Regions from separate parts of the Mus musculus genome. Here all the other regions are linked to region 2. The links are chromatin contacts, called in public Hi-C and promoter capture Hi-C maps. All regions are on one chromosome and are shown on one strand. The core of a region is the stretch at or near the end of the contact, and the rest is flanking DNA. Distances in the headings are between cores, read along the strand shown.

The links. Promoter capture Hi-C pulls out the DNA fragments that hold promoters and counts their contacts. Hi-C and Micro-C count contacts between places; a contact is called where the count stands out from the background.
Region 1: a promoter capture Hi-C map of pre-B cells shows a contact between it and region 2, with 5 times the contacts expected there. The contact joins the promoter of Ptpra here to the promoter of Rnf24 in region 2. A contact is called at or near these places in 2 of 39 promoter capture datasets (erythroid cells and pre-B cells).
Region 3: a contact with region 2 is called in a promoter capture Hi-C map of liver. The contact joins the promoter of Cds2 here to the promoter of Rnf24 in region 2. A contact is called at or near these places in 2 of 39 promoter capture datasets (liver and neural stem cells) and 1 of 115 datasets of contacts at active chromatin or transcription factors (extraembryonic endoderm stem cells).
Region 4: a contact with region 2 is called in a promoter capture Hi-C map of pre-B cells, with 5 times the contacts expected there. The contact joins the promoter of Pced1a here to the promoter of Rnf24 in region 2. A contact is called at or near these places in 1 of 39 promoter capture datasets (pre-B cells) and 1 of 9 other capture datasets (liver).
Region 5: a contact with region 2 is called in a Hi-C map of erythroblasts, with 4 times the contacts expected there. The contact joins the promoter of 4930402H24Rik here to the promoter of Rnf24 in region 2. A contact is called at or near these places in 4 of 484 Hi-C or Micro-C datasets (CD4 T cells, embryonic stem cells and erythroblasts) and 1 of 115 datasets of contacts at active chromatin or transcription factors (astrocytes).
Region 6: a promoter capture Hi-C map of pre-B cells shows a contact between it and region 2, with 5 times the contacts expected there. The contact joins the promoter of Itpa here to the promoter of Rnf24 in region 2. A contact is called at or near these places in 6 of 39 promoter capture datasets (the C10 cell line, cranial neural crest, frontonasal cranial neural crest and 3 more), 1 of 484 Hi-C or Micro-C datasets (pre-B cells) and 1 of 9 other capture datasets (embryonic stem cells).
Region 7: a contact with region 2 is called in a promoter capture Hi-C map of pre-B cells, with 4 times the contacts expected there. The contact joins the promoter of Lzts3 here to the promoter of Rnf24 in region 2. A contact is called at or near these places in 2 of 39 promoter capture datasets (cranial neural crest and pre-B cells) and 1 of 9 other capture datasets (embryonic stem cells).

Annotation. Positions count from the first base shown.
Region 1 is chr2:130,448,480-130,452,118 of GRCm38.p6, forward strand. Ptpra (protein tyrosine phosphatase, receptor type, A) reads left to right here and starts at 1,799. Exons shown (of 21, transcript NM_001163688.1): 1 at 1,799-2,079. Gm52562 (predicted gene, 52562) reads right to left here and starts at 3,091. Exons shown (of 3, transcript NR_165481.1): 1 at 3,056-3,091; 2 at 2,814-2,965; 3 at 1-2,304.
Region 2 is chr2:131,351,330-131,354,596 of GRCm38.p6, forward strand. Rnf24 (ring finger protein 24) reads right to left here and starts at 1,563. Exons shown (of 6, transcript NM_178607.4): 1 at 1,407-1,563. Gm30590 (a long non-coding RNA gene) reads left to right here and starts at 1,503. Exons shown (of 2, transcript XR_374984.2): 1 at 1,503-1,849.
Region 3 is chr2:132,261,218-132,264,894 of GRCm38.p6, forward strand. It overlaps Cds2 (CDP-diacylglycerol synthase (phosphatidate cytidylyltransferase) 2), which reads left to right and starts at 1,931. Exons shown (of 13, transcript NM_138651.7): 1 at 1,931-2,280. The coding sequence starts at 2,227. Gm46766 (a long non-coding RNA gene) reads left to right here and starts at 2,287. Exons shown (of 2, transcript XR_001783482.2): 1 at 2,287-2,523.
Region 4 is chr2:130,422,181-130,425,952 of GRCm38.p6, forward strand. It overlaps Pced1a (PC-esterase domain containing 1A), which reads right to left and starts at 2,108. Exons shown (of 7, transcript NM_178762.4): 1 at 1,232-2,108; 2 at 633-712; 3 at 286-524; 4 at 45-195. The coding sequence starts at 1,355. Vps16 (VSP16 CORVET/HOPS core subunit) reads left to right here and starts at 2,140. Exons shown (of 24, transcript NM_030559.3): 1 at 2,140-2,267. The coding sequence starts at 2,215.
Region 5 is chr2:130,838,272-130,841,496 of GRCm38.p6, forward strand. 4930402H24Rik (RIKEN cDNA 4930402H24 gene) reads right to left here and starts at 1,874. Exons shown (of 37, transcript NM_029432.2): 1 at 1,693-1,874. The coding sequence starts at 1,775.
Region 6 is chr2:130,666,517-130,670,094 of GRCm38.p6, forward strand. Itpa (inosine triphosphatase (nucleoside triphosphate pyrophosphatase)) reads left to right here and starts at 1,286. Exons shown (of 8, transcript NM_025922.3): 1 at 1,286-1,419. The coding sequence starts at 1,354.
Region 7 is chr2:130,641,002-130,644,677 of GRCm38.p6, forward strand. It overlaps Lzts3 (leucine zipper, putative tumor suppressor family member 3), which reads right to left and starts at 1,843. Exons shown (of 5, transcript NM_197945.4): 1 at 1,720-1,843. The region is part of intron 2 of Gm52563 (a long non-coding RNA gene); the gene reads left to right.

The DNA.
Region 1 (3,639 bases), core at 549-3,048, 900 kb before region 2:
TCCTGAGAGTTGACATCTCTGACTTACTCTGAGAGGTGTCCAGTGCATGATCTGCATTCAGGACATAGAGAACAACTCATTGCTTCATTTACTAGACAGAAAGGTAGGCAGGGAGGGGAAGTGACTTGGACTTTTGAGGGGAAATGGGGCTCCTTTAATCCTATCCTTCAGCCCTGCTATTCCAGTTCTTACCTGCAGGCACCAATGCAGCAGAGAACAGGGAGCTCCCACTTATCTTTCTCTTGGTTCCTTTTTTTCTATTTTATTTTTCTTCCAAGATGGCTCTTGATTGTGCTAATGGGGTAGGGAGCTCTGAAAAGGACCAGGAGTCATAGGTTAACTGTAAATAAGAAAAATTTCAAAAAAATTAAAAAAACAAAAAACCCCAAAACAAAACAAACAAACAAACAAACAAACAAAAAACCGAAAGAAAGAAAAAGAAAGAAAAGAAAAAAAGTTTGCTGGTAGGGTTTGCTCTAAAGCCAAGAGGCTGCTTTCTTAGCCAAGAACCAGTATTTTTCAGATTTGTTTTGTTCTGTGTTGGTCTTGTTTTGTAAAGTATTGTGTTCTAGTGAAAGACCCAACTTTTCATTTGGTCACTTTTCAATTTGCTGTGTATTTGCATCCCTGATAGACTTTGTACTTTCTAGGAAATGGGCTTCTGGAACTTGTAGGAGGAGCGGACCTCATTGGCAGGAGTCTGACATTTAGGAGACAGGATAGAGGTCTTGTAGACTGTCACTGAGATGGCCCTGAGGAGGGAGATCAAGAGTCACAAATCTTAACTCAAGGAGAGGTTTTTACTACCCAGAGGGAGGAAGTTTAAAGAAGGCCCGCTTCAACGCACATTTGCAGGTCCTGGCTCTGGTCTGCGCACACTTACTTATTCAACAAATAAAGGAAGGGTGTTTGCATAGAGTTCTAACTTGGCGCCCTAGGTCTAGCAGCATCCAAAGTGCTCTAAACTGAGGACTGCTACCTTCCGAAAAAATCGACTTATGGTTCCTAGAAGCTAGATGCACAAAGAACGCTGTTCGCTTCCCTGGTCTCTCTCAGCGCTTTCAATCTTCTCCTGACCACTATGCATGTATCAAGAAGTATCTCCCCGCTCGCTGCGGAGCACCGTGTGCTGTGCTTCCATCCAGCTCTAGAGAATCAGGCCCAGCTTGCACATCTGGAAAGCAAGAGAGATTTCCCTAGGGTTCGGGTGGGGATGATGTGGGCTGGTTTATTTAAGATGACATACTCAGAGCTAGACCGGTCCTAGGTACTAGGCAAATTCTTCTCGCAATTACATCCTTTAAGTGCCTTACAACTAACTCTCTCTCTCTCTCTCTCTCTCTCTCGTGTGTGTGTGTGTGTGTGTGTGTGTGTGACAGAGAGAGAGAGAGAGAGAGAGAGAGAGAGAGAGAGCGAGAGCGCGAGAGAGGCAGAGGCAGAGGCAGAGGCGCGGGGTGTGTTAGAGAGAGGATCACATTTGGAGAAGGATGGAGATGGCTTTCGAGTGCCTGAGTTCACCAGTTGGTGTGGCTTGTGCCTGGTGTCAGTTTCCTCATCTGTAAACAAGGAAAAAAGCCCATGCCCGGGGGCCTAGGACCGTGACTAGGTGGGAGACGTGTGCCAGGGGAGGATAGGGAGCGTCCTGTCCTGTTACCCGGAGACCCCCAGTGCGCCCGGGGAACTCCGCGGCGCAGCGGGGCGCGCAGGGGTGGGGCTCACGGAGGCGGAGACGCCCGCCCGGCGTCAGCGAACCAGCGCCCGCCTCTCAACGGCCAATGACGAAGCGCCTTACAGCCCAGGCCGCGACGGGAGAGAGGCTGCGGCGAGTGAGGCGCTGACAGGGACTCGCGGGGGCATCTTGCACAGACCCCTGGACCACGCCGCCATCGCAGCCTCCAGCCCAGTCCTCTCTCTGCCGCTTCTCCTCGCCATGGAGGCGAGGCCGCCGCCGCCGCCGCGGGGCTTCGAGCAGCGGACCGGGCGGCGGCCCTGAGGGGAGCGGCGGGCCGAGACGCCGCCGCGGTCCTGAGGCGGAGCTGCCGTGCGCGTCCCCCGCGGTCCCGCCCAGCGCCGGGCTCGGTAAGCGTTCGCGCCTGCCGCCGTCGGGAGGGCTCGGGGAGGTGGGGTGGCTCGGCCGCGCGTGGGAGCGGTCCCTGGATCCTATCCTGGAGGAGCGCCTCTGGCTTGTGCATCCTGGCACCGTGGACAGGGGGAGGGGGTCCCGGAAACGTGCGGGACACAGACAGGCTGGAACTTTGCGGACGTCCTCCTCCGGCCCGGGCCAGGGCGCTGCCGTAGTTCATTCTGAAAGAAAAAAACTTTGAGCAGCGAAAATGGGATTTGCTCAGGTCCATTTAATGGGAGGAGATAGGTGGCACACGCAGTGACCATCCCACCTCCCACCTTCCCCTTAAGACCCCTTCCTGGTCCTACTCCCAGGCCCCTCTCTGCCGCCCATTCCCAACTGTTGTGTATGCTTAAGAAGGAAAATATGGACTTAAGCTACCCAGAATTCAAAAGCAGCCACTTGGGAACGCACATCTCCTGTGTTTACTTTCAGTAATTCTTAAAAATTGCCACGGGGGGGGGGGGTTGAGCCCCTAATATTTCCTAAAAATAACAACTACAGAGGCAGAGATGATCCTGTCTATTAGAGGGTTTTGTTGTTGATAGTGATGATATTTGTAGGACAAGCAAAAAAATGTTCCAAACCCTCTTGGACAGAGTGTGATGTCGGCCGAAGCCCTTGGCTAGGATAGGGAATTTCTGTTGAAAACCAGCCTCATGTCCCCGGCTATGGCACCACTTGTTACCTGCTAACTCTTGAAGCAGCCAGAGAACCAAAAGATGGTGGATGAGGAAAGACTGGGACAGGATGAACATCTTTCTGTCTGGATACTCCTTTCGAAAACGTAGATCAGACGCTGTCATTTGTGTGCTTAAAAACTCCTTCACTTTCCTTCCTCTGTGAATGAGATGGAGGAAAACCCAGATGCCTTACCGTTCCCTACAAGGCTCTTGGCAGTCCTTCCTGAACTTAATCTTTGATGGTTACCTCAGTCCTCTCATTCTCCTTTCTCTTCCACGCTGTGTTTAGCCATTCGGAGCGGCTCGGCCACCCCCTCATATGTGGGAGGGTTTTGCTTTCAGGGTCCCCCTTCTCACCCTTCCTTGCCTGGTTCCGGGCCTTCCTTGTTTGAGAAGCTTCTTGCGGACCGGCTTCTTCTGGGTCCTGTTTAAGACTTCCCTGATAGAATTCGTCCTAGTTATCTTGAAGCCCCTCAACCACCTCCCAAGAGAAATGTTTCCTAGTGTTTCCTGGCAGCCTGCTTGGAGTGTGGGTTGCCCATACCGGGACTTGCAGACTCTGATTCTCTATGTCTACACGGCTGTCACACCTGGGAGAAACTGGCAGGCTTCCCAAAATCTTACCTGCTTCTCAGCATCTGCCTGACTATCCCTGAAAAGCCAACAACTCCTCAGTTACCTTTCTCCTCTCTCTGCCCCAGTGGCCCCATGGTCAGATCCAGGAGACTTTTGACTAGGTACCTTTTAACCACTGATCATTATCTGGGTGAATACAGAACCAGAAAAGCAAACCCCTTGGTTTAGTGCATTCATATACCACCTATTTGCCAG
Region 2 (3,267 bases), core at 313-2,812:
AGACAAGGTCTCATTCTGTGTTATGGCCTGGAAATTACTATGTAAATCAGACTGGCCTTGAAACCACAGAGATCCTACTGCCTCTTCCTCCCAAGTCCAGAGAAGGCATTTTCGGCCACACCTGCCTATCTTAAATACCTCTTTTTAACTGTCTAAGTGAACACACCCTATCAAGTTAAAGCCTATGGAACCCAGCAGCGCTTCCTAGCCTCTTTGGGGACGGAGAAGGGGGGAACCAGGAGCAGGGGCGAGGGGGAATGAAGACAAACAATGGAGGAAAAAAGGGGTGCTTTCTGATAAGTCATGTAAGATGATCTGTTCAGCTAGGCTGCACAACCAAACACACAAAAATTCAGATCAAAGCTAGGGTGCATACCACGGTAATATTTAGGTAATATCCTTTGCCAAAGCATTAAGGGGTGCGGGGCGGGGGCGGGGAGGGCGACGACCGGACTGACAAGAAGGTGGAAAGAACCTGCTAGACCACCTCTTATTAGAGCAGAAAGGCAAGAAACATAATCTGTCTGTATGGAAGAGTGGGGAAAGCAGTGCCCTAGATATATTGGGAGTATTCCTATAGATAGGTACACAAGCACAAAGACCTATTATCATGAACTAAGCCCAGAAAACAATGTTCAGGATGCCGGCGTACCGCCGCTACGTAAATAGATCACCATTAATCGTAAAAGAAAGTGTTCTAAATATACAGAGACATAAGAATGCAGACTCACACTTTCAATGAACAGACCCACTGGTTTTACAATGAGAAACAACGAAACACCAAAAGACCTGTTATCTGAAATAACACCAGAGACGAAGGGGTAAAGATGAAGTTATCTTTACACCTCTTTTCCTTCTGCCCTTTACGACGATCTCAGACGGTCTCATTTCACAGGACACACACCACTAAGGTCTCCGGAAACAAAGCAGGGTCACTAATTCTCTGGCCTGTGGGTGCACGCACGCCCCCCACCCACAAATGATGAGGCCGCCATATGACTTTCATTAATAAATAAGCCAACCAGAGAGGTCTCAGTGTGCCTTGCACGGTGTGACAACCAGGCACGAGACAAGCACCACAAAAGAAGGAGTGGCTCGGGACCAGAAAACCACTGCCACACCGCACCCCCCGAGACCAGCGTCGGTCCCCACCACCGACGCAGAGGCAGCGGCTCCTCCATCCTCCGCCCATCCCGCCTCCCCCGCCCGGGCCCAGCCCGAGGTGACCTCCGGGTGACAGCCCGCGCCGCCCTTTGTGCCTGTATGTGGGGACTAACCCACGGACCCCGGTCTCGGAGGGGGTGCGAGGCCGGCGCGCTGCCCTCAGCATCCCAGAGCCGGACCTGCGGAGCCTGCGCTTCAGCCTCAGCCGCGCGGCGCTCAGGCCCAGCCCTCCCCTCACTCACCCGGGCGACGGGCAGCGGGCGTGCGGGCGGCGGCGCCCGGAGTCAGCTTCTTGCGGTGAACTGCTAGAGCCGCGTCCGTGAGTCCGAGCCGCTGAGCTGGCGGTAGCGACTGCTTAGCTGCGGCCCCGGCGAGGGGCGGGCCCGGCGGGGGAGGGGCGGCGCCGCGCCTCTCATTCATGCCGCGGGGGCGGGGTGTGGGACCCGGATGCCCGGGCAAGTCCCGCCTCCTCACTGAGGGCGCGCGGCTTCATTGTCGGCAAGTGCGCAGGCGCGGCGTCCCTTCCGCTGGGCTACTGGCTGCTCTAGAGGATTGATTCGTGATGCCCAGCTATAAGGTTCATATCTTCTCCGCTGTGTAGTGTTTTCCGTGTATGTGGACGTTCGTAAGAGTTAAAAAAGTAAAGCTTCGCTTCTCGTAGCATCCGGCCCAAGAGTCCTCAAAGGTGAGGTACCCCTAGTTAGATCTTCCACCTGCTGCGCCTGTACAGACAGTGGAAGGAAATATATTTAAGAAACAGTGTGTCCTTTATTTAATTACATCTACTCATTACTCTCGACCCCCAGCTCCTATTCTACACTACAGACAAACTGACTCAGGATTTGGGAGCACTGAGCCCTTGCCTAAATTCTAGCAGGTCAGCGAAAGCATGCAGGAGTTCTCATAGCTACCACTGCTAAAACGGATTAGCAGAGGGTGTGGGTACCGCACCTCAGGCCTCCCTCCCTTAACTTCCCATTTCCCTGGGAGGTATTTCCCCCCCCCCCCCCGCCCCCAATCCTTCTATAAACCATAACTAGTTTGTGACTTTAAATTCATCATGGAAAATGCCCACCAGCCCATTCCTCCAGCTTTAGTAAACCATACATTTCCTAGGAAAGGGGAAGTAAGAAGGACTCAGAATGTTTAATCACAGACCCTCGACCCAACTTCCTCTCTCTCCAAATCAGGCCAACACCTGTGAGCTATTTCCCTTCTCTCCTCCCCACCTCTCCCCTGCCCTCCTCTTCCCTCCTCTCCCCCTCCTTCCCCCGCCCCCCTTCTACCTCTGCTCTCAGGATCCCTGCTGTGTTGTTGCCAGCTTAAAAGTCCTACCTAATTCTGTCACCTTGGCACATAGGCTAAGGCAGATCAGTACCGACATTAGGGTACAAAGCTTTCATATTCTTGGTCTCTTGTTCAAGGAATTGAAATAAAAGCTCTCACCGATGTGTAAAAGTAGCAAGAAAATTTAGTTGAAGCAAAGCAAGGGGGGGGGGGGGAGCAGCAAAGCAAAATAAAAAAAAAAAGAAAGAAAGAAATATTCAGGACACACTACAACGGAGCTGCAGGCCACGTGAGTGAAGATACTCAAGGGCTTGGATTACTATCTCAGGCTTTCTTTTACTGCATTCAAGAGAAGTGTCGCACAAACTAGAGTTGTCCGGGGAGAGGTTACCCCAGTTGAAGAATTACCTCCTTCAGGCTGGACTGAAGGCACCTCTGTGGGGCATATGCTTGATTAATGATTGATGTGGGAGGACCCACCCCTTGTAAGCATATCACCTGCCACCGACTGTAAACCTATACACACCAGGAATCTCCTTTGGAAAATATGTCAGTGGTTGTACTGGCTAGAGCTTTATGTCATATCCACACAGCTAGTGCTATCTGGGAAGAGAAGCCTCAATCGAGAAGATGCTTCCATTAGATTGCTTGTAGGTGAGTCTGCAGAACATTTTCTAGATTACTGGTTGACATGAGAGGGCATGAACCACTGTGGGTGGTATCACACCTGGCCAGGTGGTCCTGGTTGCTATGAGCAAGCCATAGGGCGCAAGCCAGTAAGCAGCACCCTTCCATGGCCTCTGCACCAACTCTTTC
Region 3 (3,677 bases), core at 681-3,180, 910 kb after region 2:
CCCCTAGGACTGTAGTCTCAGACAGTTACGGGCTCCCATGTGTGGCTGAGAATTTAGCTCAGGTCCTCTGGAAGAACAGCCAGCTCTCCTAGTCACTGAGCCATCTCTCCAGTCCTGTATTATTTTTAAAGATAATATTTTATTTTATTTTTTGTATGCATGTGACTGTATGAGTTACGTGTACACGTGTACCATGTAATTGCAGACGATCCTAGAGGCCAGAGGAGGGACTTGAGTCCCTTGGAACCAGAATTATGGGCAGTTCGTCCTGTATGGGTGCTGAGAACCAAACCTCCTTCCTCTGCAAGAGCAATAAGTGCGCCTAACCATTGAACCATTTCTCTAGCCATGTATTCTGGTCTCAAACTTGCTCCAAGGAACTTGACGCCCTTAATTATCAGAAAATAGTCACATGATATTATCACCACCCTTCACCTCTATCCTTTTTCTTTTCCTTTCCTACATAGTGATAGGGTGTTGAAAGGGTGGAAGAAGAGGGTGGAGAAGGGTAGAAGAAAGAAAAAAGCCCACAAAGTAGCCAAAGTCTGGCTTCAAAAGGTATTTATTTCTAACAGAACAAAGCAAAAACCCAAACCCAACAAAACCAGCAAACACCAGTAGAGGAACAAGAGCACCCAAGCATTTGTGCAAAGCTGTTAAATAGCAAATAAAATGCAAAGACCAGAGGGCTGAAGTTTGTCTAAGTATTTTGCTGTTAATTTGAAACATCATAACAAGAATTTGAGAATGTAAGTCTTTTTCAGAACTCTTCCTATTTTCTGAAAACTCACAGCTCTGGTCAAAATCTCTAAAAGGAACCTGACCCTTGGTGTGGAAGACTTCTTTGAGATTGCAATCTGGCTAAGGACTGGGAGCCCTGTTTTGCATGAGAACAATGCTGGAACAGCACCCATAATACTGAATTCAGGCAGCATATGTGAACATTGGTTACAGCGTGGTAACAAACGTCTGAGTTCTAATTCTTACTCGTACCCTTGTAGCTGCTGGCTAAATGCTTAAACTAGGTCAGGAATAGAGGGAGGGGCTCCATAGGAAACATTCCTTTCAGCCCAAAGGTTTTCAAAGAATTAGATGTGGGTGTTAACTTACTCACAGAAGTTGTGGTTAACAAGAGCCAAACCTGAGGGTTTTTTTTTTTTTTTGAACGATTTATTTTTATACATGAGTACACTGTAGCTGACTTCTGATACACCAGAAGAGGGCGTAAGATCTCATTACGGGTGGTTGTGAGTCACCATGTGGTTGCTGGGATTTGAACTCAGGACCTTTGGAAGAGCAGTCAGTGTTCTTACCCACTGAACCATCTCGCTAGCCCATAGGTCCTGAGTTCTACCTTCAGCACAAAACAAGACAAAAACTTAAGACAAGCAATATCTTGGATGATGTTACTTGCAGATATCATATCCATTTCTAAGTGTTTTTTGTTGTGGTTGTTTGTTTTTTGATACAGGGTCTCAGTAGCAGTGGAACAGGTTACATAGATCAGATCCACTTGCCTTTGTCTCTGGAGTGCTGTGAACAAAAAAGGTGTGTGATTGGGACGAGACTATTTCTGAGTTCGGTGCTTAGACAGAATCAGTGCTCACTAAGTTACCAGCGACCATGGCTTGGCAAGGCAAAGTGAGCTGAAACAGGTTTCACCTCCTGCTATGATGTTCAGAGGTCCACCTGGTCTCTTCGTTTGGACTCCCAAGCTGAGAGCAGCAAGTCTAGGCCGCTACGAGGCGCTGTTGTCCCCCGGTAACAGGTTACCTTCTGGACCCAGCACTCGCGCGCGGGGACTTGCGGTAGGACGCAAGGACCCCATTGGTTCACTCTGCTCTTTTTCTCCCGCCCCCTCTAGGTTTTGTCCAATGAGTGTCTCGAACTCCGCTCACGCCCCCACCCCCGCCAGGCTGCCCCGCCTCCTGGCGTCTGGGGTTCCAGGCGGAGATGGCGGCAGTGCGCGTGCGCGCTGGCTCGCAGCTTCCCGGGAGGAGGAGCGAGCGGCCGCTGGGGAAACAGCGGCTCCGCTCTCCGGGCAAGGGCGGCGGCAGCGGTGCTGGGCGGGGCCGGGCTCGGGGCTAGTGGCGCTGCTGCAGGGGCTGTGCGAGGCACGGTGGGGCTGCGAGGTGCTCGGGCCCGCCGAGAGCCCGTGCTCACTGAGCCGACCCCCGCGGCCACCGTGCTGCTCACTCGGGGTGACGTCGCGCCGGGGTCCCCAGCATGACCGAACTACGGCAGAGGGTTGTCCGCGAGGACGCACCTCCGGAGGACAAGGTAGAGGCATCGTTAAGTGCGGAGGGGCGCGCCGGCAGCCTCGCCCTCTGACCTTTATCGCGGCCCTGGGTACCAGGCCTGGGTTGCGCAGAGGGTCGGCGGGTGTCTTTTGCTTGTGGGGACAGCGGTCTGCGGGCGCGGGGAGTAGCGCGTGAGCTCTGGAGGGTCTTCGCCTTCCCTAGGCCTTCCCGATGTGGACGCTGGACACCCCACAGACCTTGCTTGGGGCCCGGAGAGCGCGATGTAGGCTCACCGCTTGCTTTACAAGTATTGCTGTTGATTGGGGAATGGGGGAGGACTCAGGCCATAGCATTTGTCTCCTGGGAGATTAAAACCTTCTTTTGAACTTGATTAAAACATTAAATCTGTTGGTTCTATCAGAGAGGAGTCTTGATCCACTCCGTGAGAGGGCGGGTTAGTGAGCAGGTGTGTGCTCCCAATGGTGGGTTTGTTTACTGCGCCAAGTGTGGGCATTGATGGGGTAAAGGAGGAAGGTAAGGAGGAGGCCATTTTGGCAGGGACACAGCCAATGTGGGGGCGCTCCTTTGGTTGAAAGTGCGAGGTTTGTGTGAAGTTGAGAAAGGTGGAGGGTGGTTGTTTTACTGTGGACATTGAATGACGGACCGTATTTGTGGTTCGGATCAGTGAGTGATGAGTAGAACCGGCTGAGGTAGCCTGGACCAGAATGATGGAGACTGGTTAAGTCAGAGATTGTCAGCTTGTGACCTGCAGAAGCTCTCGTACGTAGGCCTGCGTGCTGATACGGAAATAAGGGTTCCGTTGAAGGTCTGTTTCTAGCCTGTCTTCAATAAAGGAGGAGGATATGCCGCGTTTCCCCTGATTAATAGTTGACAGAGTTTAGTATCTTTGTTTGCTTGTTCGAGACTGGGTTTCTCTTTGTAGCCCTGGCTGTCCTGGAACTTGATCTGTAGATCAGGCTGGCCTCCATCCCAGAGATCCTTCTGAGTGCTGGGACTAAAGGCACCCCACCCCCCAATGCTGTTTAAGGAAACAGCATCAAGCCTAAGCACCCACGTTTGACATCAGAACTTTTGTTTTAGATAGAATCTCTCTAGGAAGCCCTGCTAGCTAGTTTGGACCTCCTCCACCTCTGCCTATCCTGTGCTGTATAAAGGCACTAGCCCCCTAGCCAGCTTGTACCTTTTTACTGTGTTTGAATTGGTTAGAACATCAGGAAGGAAACAAGCGTAAGCCTTAGGGTCAGTATGCCAACAGTAATTTTACTAGGAAGAATAGTTCAGATGAAAGATAAAGGGTTTAAACAACTCTGTTACAGTTGTAGACAGTGGGTCATCAGAGGAGAACTCTCTTCCTTTGGAGAAGGTCTAGGGCTGAGGTCCAGATTTGAGGAGTACCTTGCAAAGACAATACTTAGA
Region 4 (3,772 bases), core at 858-3,357, 930 kb before region 2:
GCCAGCCACTCTATCCCCTGTCCGGAAGGGTCCCGGTCACTCACCTCTGGCAGGAGGAAACCCCCAGTGACACGTTCCCCCAGAGGCATTGCCAAGTTCCACACCAGCAGACAAGAGTCTGGTAAAACCTGGTCCATTCGTACAAAGACTCGTTCCAGGTTCTCCCTGTAGCTCTCCATTGAGCAGCGGCCATATCTGTTGGGTAACACTTAGGGTGGGCAAGAGCACAGGAGTGCTGCCATACCTCCACCTCCAACCAGTATTTCCCTCTCCCCCCGCCTGAACCTGGAGAGATCCCAGAGGCAGGAGTTGATGATCACTAGGTCAGGGGCAGGTCCATATGACAGCTCCTCCAGGATGTCCTCAAGGTACTCGGAGTAAACTCGGGTGAGGAAGTAGAAGCGCACAAGGTGGTGGCCAGAGCCAGAGCAGAACTGGCGGACCTCGCGGTACTGTGTCCCGTTGTGCAGCTCTCCCAGCTGGCCCCCAGCCACCAGCTGGTCCTGTTCAAAGCTCAGCTCCCCCTGCCCACCCACCCCACCCGATGGTCAGATCCATGCCAGGTAGGTGGTCCTTTTCAGGCCAGGGTCTGCACCCACCCAACACTGGCATGGCTGCCAAGCTTCTCTCACCTTGGCTTTTAACTGGGAAGCTGTGAGCAGTGTGTCTTTCTGGAGCAGAAGCACCAGGTCCTTATACACAGCTCTTTGGACTGCAGGGAGACAGGGATCCCAAGGTTAAGGTCGGCCTCACCCCCTCCCAGAGTTTCCCAAATGAAGGCCTTTGTTTTCCAGGGATTGACTCTCCAACAGCAGCTCTATGGAGGGTTGGCTTAGAGAAGAAAAGACGAGATTTTAAAGCCCTAGCTCTGCTCTTTCCAGCTATTTCCCTCTCCTCTAGCTTATGTACAGCGACCAAAGACCAAATGGCAAAATTAAGTTGGTCCCATCCCTAGGAAAACACACAACATAGCCCACAGGTCCTTTTAAGAAAATCATGAAGGGCAACAACAAATAAAGATGCCACACTCATGGGCTAAAAAATAGTGCACAAATGATATGCCGGGGCACCCAGGGAAGGTACATAGGGAATTTAAAAAAGAAAAAAATGCAGTCTAGTGTCCTGAAACAGAGTAAGAGATGGAGAAGTCTGAAATGGAGATGTGGCGTGCAGACAAAGAAAAGGTTGAAGATACAGGGCGGTGAAATGTCATCCTAGAGTGGTCACTCACTGGAGTCCCCCAAAATGACCACGAACTTGTTGTGTAGCAGCTGCTGGACTTCTGAGGCATGGAAGTGGACCATGGCGCTTCCCAGCAGGCGGTGTGGCATCTCGTTTTCCAAACAGAAGACCATGCTGCCACTGACACCAGCTGCAGGGAGAGGCCAATAAGCTGACAGAGGGCAGGGACTCTAGGTAGGTCCGGTCTGTTCCAAGATGACCCATGCGCGCTGGCCCCTCCCTGGCTGCTCTGTGTAATGGGGAGGAAAGTGGGAGCGGCAAGGCGAATCCCAACACGGCAGCAGCCTTTATCACACTCGGAGGGAAGAAGGGTCACTTGGGCCGTAGTCTTAGACTACAGCGCTTCGCGCGCGCAGAGACGCCTTTGCCCTGCCACGTGTCAACGGCGGCCCCGCGCGTGCGCATTCGTCCGCTCGCGCCAGTTACCAAGTCTCTCGGGGGCTCCAGGGATTCACGGGCCAGTAGGGCAGGCCCAGGTGCCGTGCGACAGCGTCTCGGCAGCGATGTCCTGATCTAGAGTCAATGATCCCATGCCCCTGGAGAGCGGTGGGTTCTGCAAAGATCCCGCCCCACAGAGCCCGGGTGCCCAGGTTAGCTGTAGGTACGCAGCTCGACGCCCAGCGCTCGCCATGCGTGCGCTACGGTGGTCCAGCCAACGCCTCCAGCATCTGTGCCTCAGATGCTCATGGCTCCCACTTTCGGTCACCCGTGTCCCGCCCTATGCGATCCCCAACGCCGGAGGAGTCAGAAAGGCAGCGAGGTTGGCCGCTGTGGAGGACAGAAACCAGGGCTAGGTCCACTCGGGCCGCCGCGCCGAGGGCAGGACGATAGCTCAGCGTAGCTTGCCCACAGTTCTGATGGCCGCTAAGGCGGCCTCGTCACGTGACCCCGAAGGGCGGAAGCGGAAGTGCGGCCTGAGCTTGCGCTAGGCGGGTTTTTCCTCGGCGACTCTTGCCGCCAGCTGTACTAGACATGGACTGTTACACTGCGAACTGGAATCCACTCGGGGACTCTGCCTTTTACAGGTGAGCTGCCCGACGCCCCACCTTCCGTCCCACAGCCCAGCTTACCTTGCTTGTCTGCTGCTGGCTTGAGCCTCCCGGCAGAGCCAGCAATGCTCGCCCCGGCCACTACGCGTGCTGGCGTCCGTCCCTATGGCGGCTCGCCTGAGCGTCTGCCACTTTACGCACTTTAGGGGCAGCAATCTGGTCCTTCCTTTGCGCCAACTGAGGCAAGCTGAGAAGCCACCCCTAAACCGAGGTCTGTTGGCCTCCGGAAGGATGCTTAGATCACGTAGAGGGAGGCCGCCCCGCGGCGACAGCGAGTGCCAGTCTCCTTCCGGAAACTGCTGAAGTCGGACCACAGGGGCTCTCACAGGAAGGCGGGATCGCCACAGCGGGCGGGGTGACAGTACTGACCAAAGCTGAGAAAAGGGGATGAACCGCTTTTCAGTCTTGGGGCACTATTAATGAGGAACCCGAGGCAGTGGCAACTCACCGGGGTTGGAGTGCCCTTAGCTGTGGGTCTTTCTCAAGGCTAAAACTAGTAACGTGATTACAATGGTTACCGTCTCGTTGGCTTTATTTCTTTTTAAGATATAAAGTACAAACTGCTTGTGGAGCGCTCATCAATTGGTCAGCCTACATTTGTCACTCTCTGAGTGGTTTCCAACTTAACCTCAATCATCCTCAATCCGTGGGTGTACCAGCTTCACAGAATTAATTGCAGGACCTCATCACACCAGGCAATTCCATGGCTTTGTGTTTGCACAGTTCTATAGTCGCTTCTATGGGCATTGCTATTTTCCTCTTTATCACCCTGAAGAATGTTGCTCATCTTTCAGGACCTGCTTGGTTTTCCTACAGTAGAATCCTTTTATGCCTCACAAAGGTCCAGTTGTAGAGTCTTATCATATGTGGCACACGAGGGCAGTGTTGGTATGAGTTTCTCGTGCTAAGCTCTTGAAGGCTAAGAATACTTCTATTTCCCATGCATATTTAGGCTAGTGCCTGTTACCTAATAGTTGGTCAGCCTTTGGTGGCCCACGCCTCTTAATCCCAGCACTCTGAGATTCAGGCCACCCTGCTCTATAGCTCAGGCCAGACAGGGCCACATAGTAAGACCCTGTCTTGAAATAATAACAGAAACAAGCAAAACCTAATCATTACCCAACAAAATGGTAAAGAATGTTTTATTGATGTACCCGAAGATCACAAAGACATTGCGTTGGCGTCTTATTTCAATAGAAGACTTTGAGCCGGGCGGTGGTGGCGCACACCTTTAATCCCAGCACTTGGGAGGCAGAGGCAGGTGGATTTCTGAGTTCAAGGCCAGCCTGGTCTACAAAGCGAGTTCCAGGACAGCCAGGGCTATACAGAGAAACCCTGTCTCGAAAAAACAAACCAAAAAAACCAAAACAAAACAAAACAAAAAAACCCAGAAGACTTTGCTTCTGCTCATAGCCAAACTTTTAAATGGAATTGTGTTGTTTGCAATGTAATGCATTTTCTAGACAGAGGATGCCTTGTGG
Region 5 (3,225 bases), core at 624-3,123, 510 kb before region 2:
TGGCTCAGTGGGTAAAGGCACTTGGCTGCCAAGAGACCTGGCTGAGTCCAATCCTGGTGACCCACATAGGAGAAAGGGAAGAAAAGACTCCTGGCAAGGTGTCCTCTGACCTTCATACTCCCAGTGGCAAGCACAGTGAGTCTCTCTCTCTCACATATACATACACACTACATATATACACACACAATACACACACATAAAACACATACACACACACAATACATGCATCTACACACACAAACACAGACACAATTTAAAAATAAAAAAGAAGCCAAGCAAAGTGGCTCATATCTTTAATCCCAGCACTGAGAAGCAAGTGGATCTGTGAGTTCAAAACCAGTCAGGCCTACAAAGTGAGTCTCTGTCTTAGGAAAAAAAAAGTCATTTTCATTCTTCATAGTTTTGATAAAAGACAACAAAACTCTACAAAACACAAGGCTAGATGTGCTATAGCACTTGTCCAGCAAAAGCAATGTATTGGGATTTGACCCTCAATACTAGAAAGAAACACACACACACAGACAGAGAGAGAGAGAAGAGAGAGACAGACATGAGAGAGGAGAGAGAGAGAGAGAGAGAGAGAGAACACAATACAACACTCAATCAAGAACACAGAAAAAGCCGGCCAGACACGGTGGCACAGACTCAGCATTCAGGAGGCAGAGGCAGGTGGATCTTTTCGGGTTCAAGGTCAGCCTGGTCTACAGTGAGACCCGGTCTCAATTAAAAAAAAAAAAAAAGACAGAAAATAGGATAAGCTATTCTAATATTAGTTGACAACCCCCACTCAAGGGAACAATAGCATATTGCTTTGCCAAATGGCTGCAAGTAAGCAAACAAAAAAGGCCTCTTCTGGTTTAATGACAGGTTAGCAGTACCCAAACCCCAATGACTCCTCCCTTCCCTTTCTTATAGGCTCCTACTGCAACACCTCCACCACTCCAACCTCCGCGTTTCTCTGGCAGCCGCATACTAGCTCCTTCACAAACAAAGCCCGGACGGCTATCAAGGTCAGCCCCAAAGACAGAGAGCAGAAATTGGAAACAGATCTTCTGTATGGAAAAGGGCAGGGCAGCACTCCCTAATATCAACTCCCCTTCCAGTCCACCCGCACTCCTTATCACGAACCTAGTGTCAGCCGCTCTGGGGGGTTCCGAGCCTCCTTTTCCCTCTCCATCCAGTTTCCTTTTTCTTCCTGCGCCCCCAATGACCTTCAAGCCCCTGAAACAGGTGCTCCCCAAGGGAAAGGGGTTGGATGCAGTGGCCAGGGACAGGTGAGCGGAGTTCCCTGTACACGCAGGGGACTGGAAACTCTATAATCGAGCGGCAGTCTGGGGCAAAGGGTCTGGACACCTAGGAGCAAAGGGGTTTACGCGGCAGTTTCGGGAGCTCCACTCGCGTGAACACAGGGCCTCTAGCGGTGGGCTGTCGGTGGGGAAGGTTTAAGGGAAAACCGGTCCATGGGGTGGGGATGTCACAATGGGGTCTTCCCGGAAACCGCAGTGGGTTGTCGAGCTACAGACATAGCAGGGTCCCTCCAGAAGGCCGCCTGTCCCTGGGCAAACGTTCTTCTCAGAGCCGTTTGAAACAATCCTCCGCAAGGAAGCCATATCAGACCACGCCCTGCCGCCCGAGGCGTAGCCGCCCCAAGGCGCATCCCGGGCCACCCTCGGCTGTCTCGACGCGGCATACCTGACGGAGGCCGCCCCACTGCCAAAGGTGCCAGCGAAGCGCGCGGGGGACAGCCCCAGCTGCTGGGGGTCGAACGAGTCCATGGAGGCTGGCGGCGTAGGACCTGGGGGCCGCGGAGGGTCGCTGGGGCCGGCACCGCTGCGGGCCAGCGGCAGGGCGGAGCGAGGGTGCGCCAAGGGGGCGGGGTCGGCGCGCGCGGGCACGCGGGGGCGGGGCGGGAGCGCGCGCAGCGGGGGCGTCAGTGTGAGTCCGGCCCAGCGCCGCACCGTGCTGCGGAGGAGCCAGACGGACTTGGGGTGCGGGCCGCCAGGCGCAGGCTCCGGGACACCACACCTCCGGGCCCTAAGGTCTCTCAGTGCGGTGAGGGTTCTGCGGGAGCTACAGCCACGCTCGCGGACGCGCCCGGGGCGGGGTCTCGCTCCCGCGAGGGCCGGGCTAGGCTTCTTCTGGTCTGTATTTGGCTTTATCTCTAGGTGTCCTGGACCGCTGCCTGGCTACAGTTATCTGTTTCACATCAGTTGCCTATCCATCCTTGGAACGTTCGGCCCCTTAGCGATGCGGCCTGTTGAGAGCACTGGCATCAGTGTGCTCACAGTATCCCAGGAGACGCCTGCCTTTGCAGTTCAGAGTCTGGATAGAATTGTTTCCAGCTGTGGGTCGGTGGGCCAGAAAAAATCTCAGAGCCCAAGTTCCTTCCTGCATAAAGTGGAGAGTTGCTTACTATATACAAGGTCTACTTTAGCATCACATATCGACCTTGTCAAGATGTCCTACGTGTCCTAAATTCATCTTTTCATGGTAAATTATAACACCACAAGACTAGTTTCCCTGCTACAATGATCAGCCTTTGAATTATTTATAAATAGTACTGGCTGAAAAAAATCCTTCTTCCACTCATAAAGATTTTAACAATCCCCAAGGTATCTCTTGCAGGTTTGAAAAAGAGAAGGAACTAAAATGCTTATTTTTATACTTAAAGGAAAATAAAATTTTGCCTTCAGACCCAACTCGTGAATGTGTAACCATTGTTTAGAGGTAACCAACACAGTATCTGAAAATCAGCCAATCAGAGACAGCCTCTCTTCAGGGGCTTCCAAATCAGCCAGTTATCAACAGCTTCTGAAACCCAGCTAATCATTGACAGCAGCCCAATCAGCAGCGCAATGACCAGGCTTCCGAATGAAAGAGCCTTTCTTAGCTGCTTTGTTCTGTAGACCACTGTTAACAGCCAGGAGACTGTAAATTGCTAAACAGTCAATTTATTGAAACACCTCGAGCTTTTACGCACCCAGTCATTATATACATCTCCAGCTCTGTTAATCAGCTTTGAGAATACATCTTTTCTCTACAAGCAAATGTGATATTCACCTTCTTCCTTCCTCCTCCATTTGGTATGTTTTATGTAGCCTAGGCTGACCTTGAACCCCTGAACTTGAACCCTTGAACTCTTGCTTCAACCTCCTAAATTCTGAGATTACAGGCCTGCATCATCATGTCCAGATGGAAGGCTACTACAATTTGTAGCACAGAACA
Region 6 (3,578 bases), core at 36-2,535, 690 kb before region 2:
AGTGCTTGCCTAAGTCCCATAAGCCCCTTAAGTAAGTTGCATCTATATAACAATACCCAAGGCTGTACAAGGTTAATAACATTAAGCTAAACAGCCAGGCTTGATTAGGATTCTATTGTTTGTGTGTGTGATTCTGGGGGCCAAACCCAGGACCTTGGTCATGCTATGCAAATGTTCTACCATCAAGCTACATCCCTGACACCATATATAGCCCAGGCTAGCCTTTAATTCATGATCTTCCTGCTTTAATCTCAGTGCTGGGATTATAAATGGCCACACTTCCAGCTAGCACCCTGTACTTTTGTTTTGTTTTTTGTTTTTCGAGACAGGGTTTCTCTGTATAGCCCTGGCTGTCCTGGAACTCACTTTGTAGACCAGGCTGACCTCGAACTCAGAAATCCACCTGCCTCTGCCTCCCGAGTGCTGGGATTAAAGGCGTGCGCCACCATGCTCGGCTTTTTTTTTTTTTTAAGATGTTTTTTATATGTATGAGTGTTTAGCTGCTCGTATGTGCGCTGCATTATATATGCCTAGTGCCTTCAGAAACCAGAAGAGGGCAATGCATTCCCAGGAACTGGAGTTACAGACAACTGAAAACCACCATGTGGTGCTGGGAACACAACTAACTCTGGAAGAGCAGTCATGTACTTAACCGCTTGGCCATCTCTCCAGCTTGAGCTTACAACTTTCAGAGAACCTAGGCTCAGTTCCCAACATCCACACCAGGCAGCTCAAAAGCACTTGTAACTCCAGTTTCAGGGAATGCGACACCCTCTTCTTGAAGGGGCTCATGCACTCACAGGGTAGGGCTAAGAGGGTCACTCATCTTCCTTGGTGTGTTCCCAATGCAAAGGCTGAGGTGACGGAATAGAGAAGGGATAGGGTTAGCTGGGCAAGAAAAAAGGAGTCGAAACACTAGCTATCAAGCCTAACACGTAAAAGACTGCTTGGTTATGCTGTCTTAAGTTCGCAGTGAGGTTCGGATAGACTCCCAGGCTTACAGCCCTTGTCTAAAAGATAGTCTTTCTCAACAGAGTTGGAGGTGCCGGAGGGGCGCCACCACAGCCGACACCCGTCAGGGCGCGGGTTCTTGGCTCCCCGGAGTTGCTTAGCAGAGGATCTGCGCGCTGATAGACCTCTCCACCCCTCAGCGCGTCCCAAGCGCCTCAGACACAGGCTGCGGGATGCTCATCTGCCGCGGCTGCCACCTCCCGGATGTTGGCAGCAGTAGCCGGAGGCAAGCTTCAGGCATCCGATAGGGCCGGAAACCGAGCTACCTACTTCCGCCTCCGGCCGGAAGTACCTTCCCGGCAAAGGGTTACTGGGCATTCTGGACCGTAACCCTCGCTTGCAATGGCTGCGTCTTTGGTCGGGAAGAAGATCGTGTTTGTGACGGGAAACGCCAAGAAGCTGGAGGAGGTGTTGTGGGGTGTGGAGACTGTCTCGGAGGCGGGTGGTGATTGGGCTGCTGGGCTTTCACCAGGGATGCACGGGAGAGAAGGCGGGAAACGAGGCTACGAGTTGTAGCCTCGGGGAGTGTGGGGTTTGCCCCTGGCTGTGTTGAAGGTCTGGGCTTGGGGAGAGACCGCCGTGGAGTGTGGCGCCTTGAGGGTCAGAGGAATTTTTTTTTTATATATATAATCATTATTTTGGAGATAATGACTCGTGTAGTCCAGGCTAGTCTGACCCTGTTGTGTAGCCAGAACTGACTTTATTCTCTTGACCCTCCTGGCTTCCGAATTCTGGGGCTGCACGCATGCTCCACCTCACGAGTTTTTTAGATGAGCTGGTAAAGTCAGCAGGCTATAGGAGCTGGAGTAGTGACATGTGTGACAAAGATAAATTACCCCTGAAGCCCTAGATTTTAAACCTGAGTTCAGACACCTCCCCTCCTGAAAAGCAGTGTGTGTGTGTGGGGGGGGGGTAATGGAGGGATGTTGATCCAAATTGAGTATAGTTCCATCTACCCTTCCATATCTGAGATGTGTAATACCTCATAAGAATCATGGCTGACATGAATGAGGAAAGGCACTTGCCAGTCAAGACTGACCTGAGTTCAATCCCCAGGACACATGGGAAAGCCAGATGTGTGTAGCAGCACACTTCTGTAACTCCTCAAGATGGGAGGGAGAGGCTGAAGAATCCTCAAAGCTTGAAAGCTAGCCAACTTGAGGTACCCATAGCAGCAGAAATGCTGCCTACCAATTCACTGCATTCTTAAACTGAGGACAAAGGGACCTTTAATCCAAGTTACACCAGGCAAATGTTCCTCTTTCTGCCATTTTTTCATGACAACCTGATAATCCAAAACTGGCTATAGTGAACCTTTTATTCTGCTTGCTTTGGGACATAAAGCTAGTCTAAAAGTATGCTTGGCAGCGCTTCCTGAAATGAACACATCTCAGTATGTGTTTTCCAGAATCCCATGCTGTGGTCATCATATCCTCCTCCATCTGCCTCTCTCTAAAGCATGAGGCACTCACAGGCGTTTCTTAGTAGGGTTTGGCACGGTAGCTCTGACAAGGTTTCACTTTCTGGGAGAATAACACTGTTGTGTTATAGATAAAAGTCAGCAGTAGAAAGACTCGGGTTTAAAAAAAAAAAAAAAAGAATCATGGCTGACCACAGTATAACAAAAGGCAGGTTAACAAAAGAAAAATGTGACAAGTTTGTCAAAACTCTACATGCTACAGCTTTTAGAACAAAGACCCAGAGGCTTTATTTAATTTTCTTCTGACTTTGGATCTAACCCAGGACTTAAAGCCAATGATTATCTTCCTCCTTATTCCCTCGTGACAGAGTCTCAAACCTAGAGTGTGCTCTTTGGTGGGGTAGCAAGCTCAAGCAATCCGCCTGTCTCTGCCTCCTCCGGGGCTGAGGTTACAGGTAGCACGACTGTCCCAGACTTTTATGTGGTGCAAGGGACCAGAACTTAGGTCACCGTGCTTGTGTTGGCGAGTGCTCTTCCCATTGAGTCACTACCACAGCACAACATGCCCAGTTAAAAAATTAACTTACTTTATGAGTTTGCATATATGTCTGTGCCTGTGGAGACCTGGAGAGGGCGTTGGATCTGCTGAGACTGGAGTTACAGATGGTTGTGAGCCACCCTGTGGGTGTTAGGAACCAAATTGGGGTTCTCTGTAAGGGCAACAGGTGTCCTTAACCACTGAGCCATCTCTCGAGCCCCATGTCTCCCCTCCCCCATCTCTTGAAAAAGGGACTCTCTACCTGAGTTGGCCTTGAACTTCTGATCTTCCCTCCCTTTAACCTGCCTAGGGACAAGGATTTGGAATGACAGGTGCAGCACTTTCCTGACTGCAACTCAGAAGTTTCCTTCCACCTCCCTGCCCTTAAAAAAGTATTTTAATTATGTTTATGTGTTGGGGGTGGGGCATGGGGCCAGAGAGTGGCTTTAGGAGTTGGTTCTCTTCTTGCACCATGGCTTACTTGACAAGTTCAGGCTTTCAGGCCTGTGAATGCAGTAAGGGCTTTTTACCTGCTGCACCATCTTGATGGCCCCCTCCCTCCTTTCTTTCCAAGATAGGCTCTTGGTGTACCGCCTTGGCTGGCCTTGA
Region 7 (3,676 bases), core at 593-3,092, 710 kb before region 2:
TCTGAGTGCCAAGGAACCAGAGTTTGGAGGGGGTCACATGTCACTGCATCACTCTGCTTCAGTCGAGCCTTCTCAGGTTCTTGGGGTCCTAGACATTGTCCTGAGGCTCCCTTCTCAGGTTCTATGTGAGGACAGCTTTGCAGTCAACCCATAGGCAATTCCCACAGAGTTCCTTGCCACAGTTCTAACCTGCCAACGTCAACATCTTATAGCCACTCCCTGCCCCTTGCCTCTTCCAACCTCAGGCTCCTGCAAATTCTTTCCTCAAAACCTTGGTAGAGTTGGAAGGACAAGGAGTGGAATCTCTTTCCCTGGCAAGTAGGAACTGAGGGGAGAGGAGGGGCTGAGAGCCCTCTTTAGGACTTGAGGCTTGAGGAGGACTGCCCTAGGTGACAGTGTGATCTGCAAGGGCAGTTGAACCGCATCACTCTGGGATGATAGCCTGTTGCCTGAGCCTGCCTCCATTTCTGTTCTATCAACCCTCAGTGCCTGTGACATTACAATACTAGCAGTCAGAGGGGCCAAATGGACTCTGGCTAAACCCTTCCCCGAGCAGGGTCAAGGGCCTTAGAATTCCTGCAGCATCAGCTCCAGGTGTAAATCACAGCTCAGCTACGAAACCTCAAGCAGACTCAAATTCTCACACCTACCTTACAGCGATTTTTTAAAAAGGAAACGGATTATGTGTAAAATCCATGGTATTCTTTTTGGCACCCACAACCAAGTAGAGTTTGTAGCAGAGTCTCTAAGGCCTCTCTTGATATCCACCCTGTATTTCTCCTGAAAGCAGCTCTTCACTCCACACATGACCTCTTCTCAGCTCTCTGCCCAGCCTACATTCTTCTGGAACCAGTCCAAATACTCCTCAGCATCCTTGGTACCCAAGAGGTCTTGGAGCACTTAGCTCAGGATGACCCAGGGAGATTTCACTGTGAGCCTTCCCCATTGGAAGCCTGTGTTACCCCAGGGGTCTCTGGACCCCCCCCCCCCGGCATCATGAAAATGCAAGGCCAATACTTGTGGGGATGTTGGTTATGAGCAATGTCAATAGGAAATGAATGCAGACATAGAAACAAGGAAAAGCTTCCAGGAAGGATTAAGGGAAGGGATTCAGGGAGCAGAACTTCTTGGTTGGGATGTGTGAGGGGAGATTCATCTTCCCTTGGAAATGTGGGCACCTGCAGGGGAAGAGGCCCATCCCCTAGATCCTGACTCTGATGAAGCCAGTGCTTCAGTGCTGAAGGTACTGACAGCACACCCCCACCCACCCGCTCACACAGGAGCCTGCCTCAGCTGTGCATGTGTGTGTCAGAGTGTGTGGGGGGGGAGGGGGAGGGTCGCCATTCACTAGCACATAGACCCCAGCCACAAAATCTCTGCAAAGGTGCCACAGAGGTCTCCGCGGTTGGAGAAATTCCACCCATACCTCCCTCGGTTCTCCACCAACGCGCGTGGCCCCCGGGGGGGGGCGGGGTGCAGAGAGAAGAGGTGACATAATCCGGGCCGCACCCCCTCCGGCCGCCACCCCCCCCTCCCCGCGCGCCGGTTGAAGCGTCCATGACATCATCGGCCTCATCCCCCCCCAGCTCCCCGGTACCCTAGCAGCGGGACGCGCCCCCTCCCCAGCTTCCCACCGGCCAGAAGCAGCGAGCGATGCAGCGGGCATGGTGACCTGAGGGAGAACCTGGAGGGGCACCCCGGCAGGCCTGTATCACTTACTCACTGCCTCAGAGTCCGGCGCAGAGGCTCAGACACCGGCGCTAGCTGTCCCGCTCTCTGGCGCAGCCCGAAGCCCGCCCCACAGGGCGCGCGGCGCGGCCGGGCTCTGCTCTTGGCCCCTCCCGCCCCGCGCCCGGCCCGCCCACCAGCGGCTGCGGCAAACGCGGGCCCGCCCTCCGGCCACGCCCCCGGGACCCGCCAATCCTGGACGGGGGTGGGACTCGGTGCCTTAACCCCTTTGGTCGCTGAGCGCCGGCCCGCCTGCCCAAAAGGCTGGGTGGCAGATACTCGGCCTCAGTCCGTTAGCCACTGTACCAAATTCTTGGGGTCAATCCCCAATTTCTGTCCTACCAGAAATCCAGCAAATTCCTACTCTCTTTGAACCCCGTATCTGGGTGTATGAGCCCTTTGGTTTATGGACAACCTTGTTTGGACTCTAGATTCAACTCCTGCACCAGCTATTCCCTGTGCAGCAGATGTCCTAAATCCTTCAAATATGGGACTGGACAGATGGCTTAGTGGTCAAGGGCACTGGCTGCTCTTCCATAGAACCTGGGTTTAATTCGCAGCACCCACATGATAACTAGTTACAAGGGATTGGACACCTTCTGGCCTCTGCAGGTGCTGCACAAACATATGGTCGAAACAACCATACACTGAATTAAAAAATAATTAAGGGGGGGGAAAAAAACCAAAAAACCCTGAAGAGCCTTCAAACCTACAAGATGCGGGGGTGTGAAGGCACCTGTGACTATGATCTAGGTGGAGGCAAGAGCCAATAAATTGACCAATTTAAAACTTGACGCTACAGGAAATTTGTATTTTATACCTTGTGCCCCGTGCCTGCTGTAAAACTAACAAACCCCATCCTAAAAAGAGATTGAGTAAAGACTTTATCTTTGACTCAGATCAACACCTTGGCAAGTGCAGGTGGCATACACTAAAGGGGTTGCCAGCTGCCCAGGAAAACTTCCTAAAGGAAGCACTCAGCCTTCAACTATGCCCTTGGTCTGATCAGTATGAGGAAGCAAGCTAGGCCCAGGCTTCCGCCTTAGCAAAAGGCTGTAGGTTGTGATTGTGATAACTGATGAGTTTAGCCATCCTATGACATAGGACTATGTCATAGATTTTAATTTTTTTTGCCTTTTTAAACAATTGTTTTTATTTCCTATAGTGAATTTAATGAATTCCTGTTTTCAGTTCTAATGATTGCTTTTAAATGTATTAAGTAAATGCCTTTAATCCCAGAACTTGAGAGACAGAGGCAGGGTCTCTGAGACCGATTCTAACCTGGTCTACAGATCGAGTTCCAAGACAGCCAGGGCTACATAGAGAAAAACACTGTCTCAAAAAACCAAAACCAAAACCCAAAACCCAAACCAAACCAAACCAAAAAACCAAAAAGCCAACCAACCAAAAAAACCAATCAACCAATCCAAATAAGGAAGTATATTAAATAAACTAAGATCTTATTGTCATTAGCCAATGACAGATCATTTATATATTCTACAACTCTGTGAACTGAGTGTCATGGAAATGTGATGATCCTCATGGTTTGTGGCCACCATATTACAAGATATTCATTTAGGTCAGAGAGGTAACGTGTCATCCTTGTTTTAAGCAGATGAGTCCAGCTTTGCTACCCCTTTCAGTGAGAAGAGGATGAGAAGAGAACAGAATATGGGAAGAATCCCCAGGAGACATTTTCTTTTCCTCCTCCTCCTCCTCCTCCTCCTCCTCCTCCTCCTCCTCCTCCTCCTCCTCCTCTTTTTCCCTGAGGCAGGGTCTCTCTATAGAGGCATGGCTGTATGGGAACTCACCATCTAGACCAGGCCTCAAATTCAGAGACACCTGACGGCCTCTGCCTACCAAGTACTGGGGTTAGAGGTCTGTGCTACCAGGCAAGAGAAAGTTTTGATTGGCCCACAACAACATGTATTTCGAGACGTTATTGTGA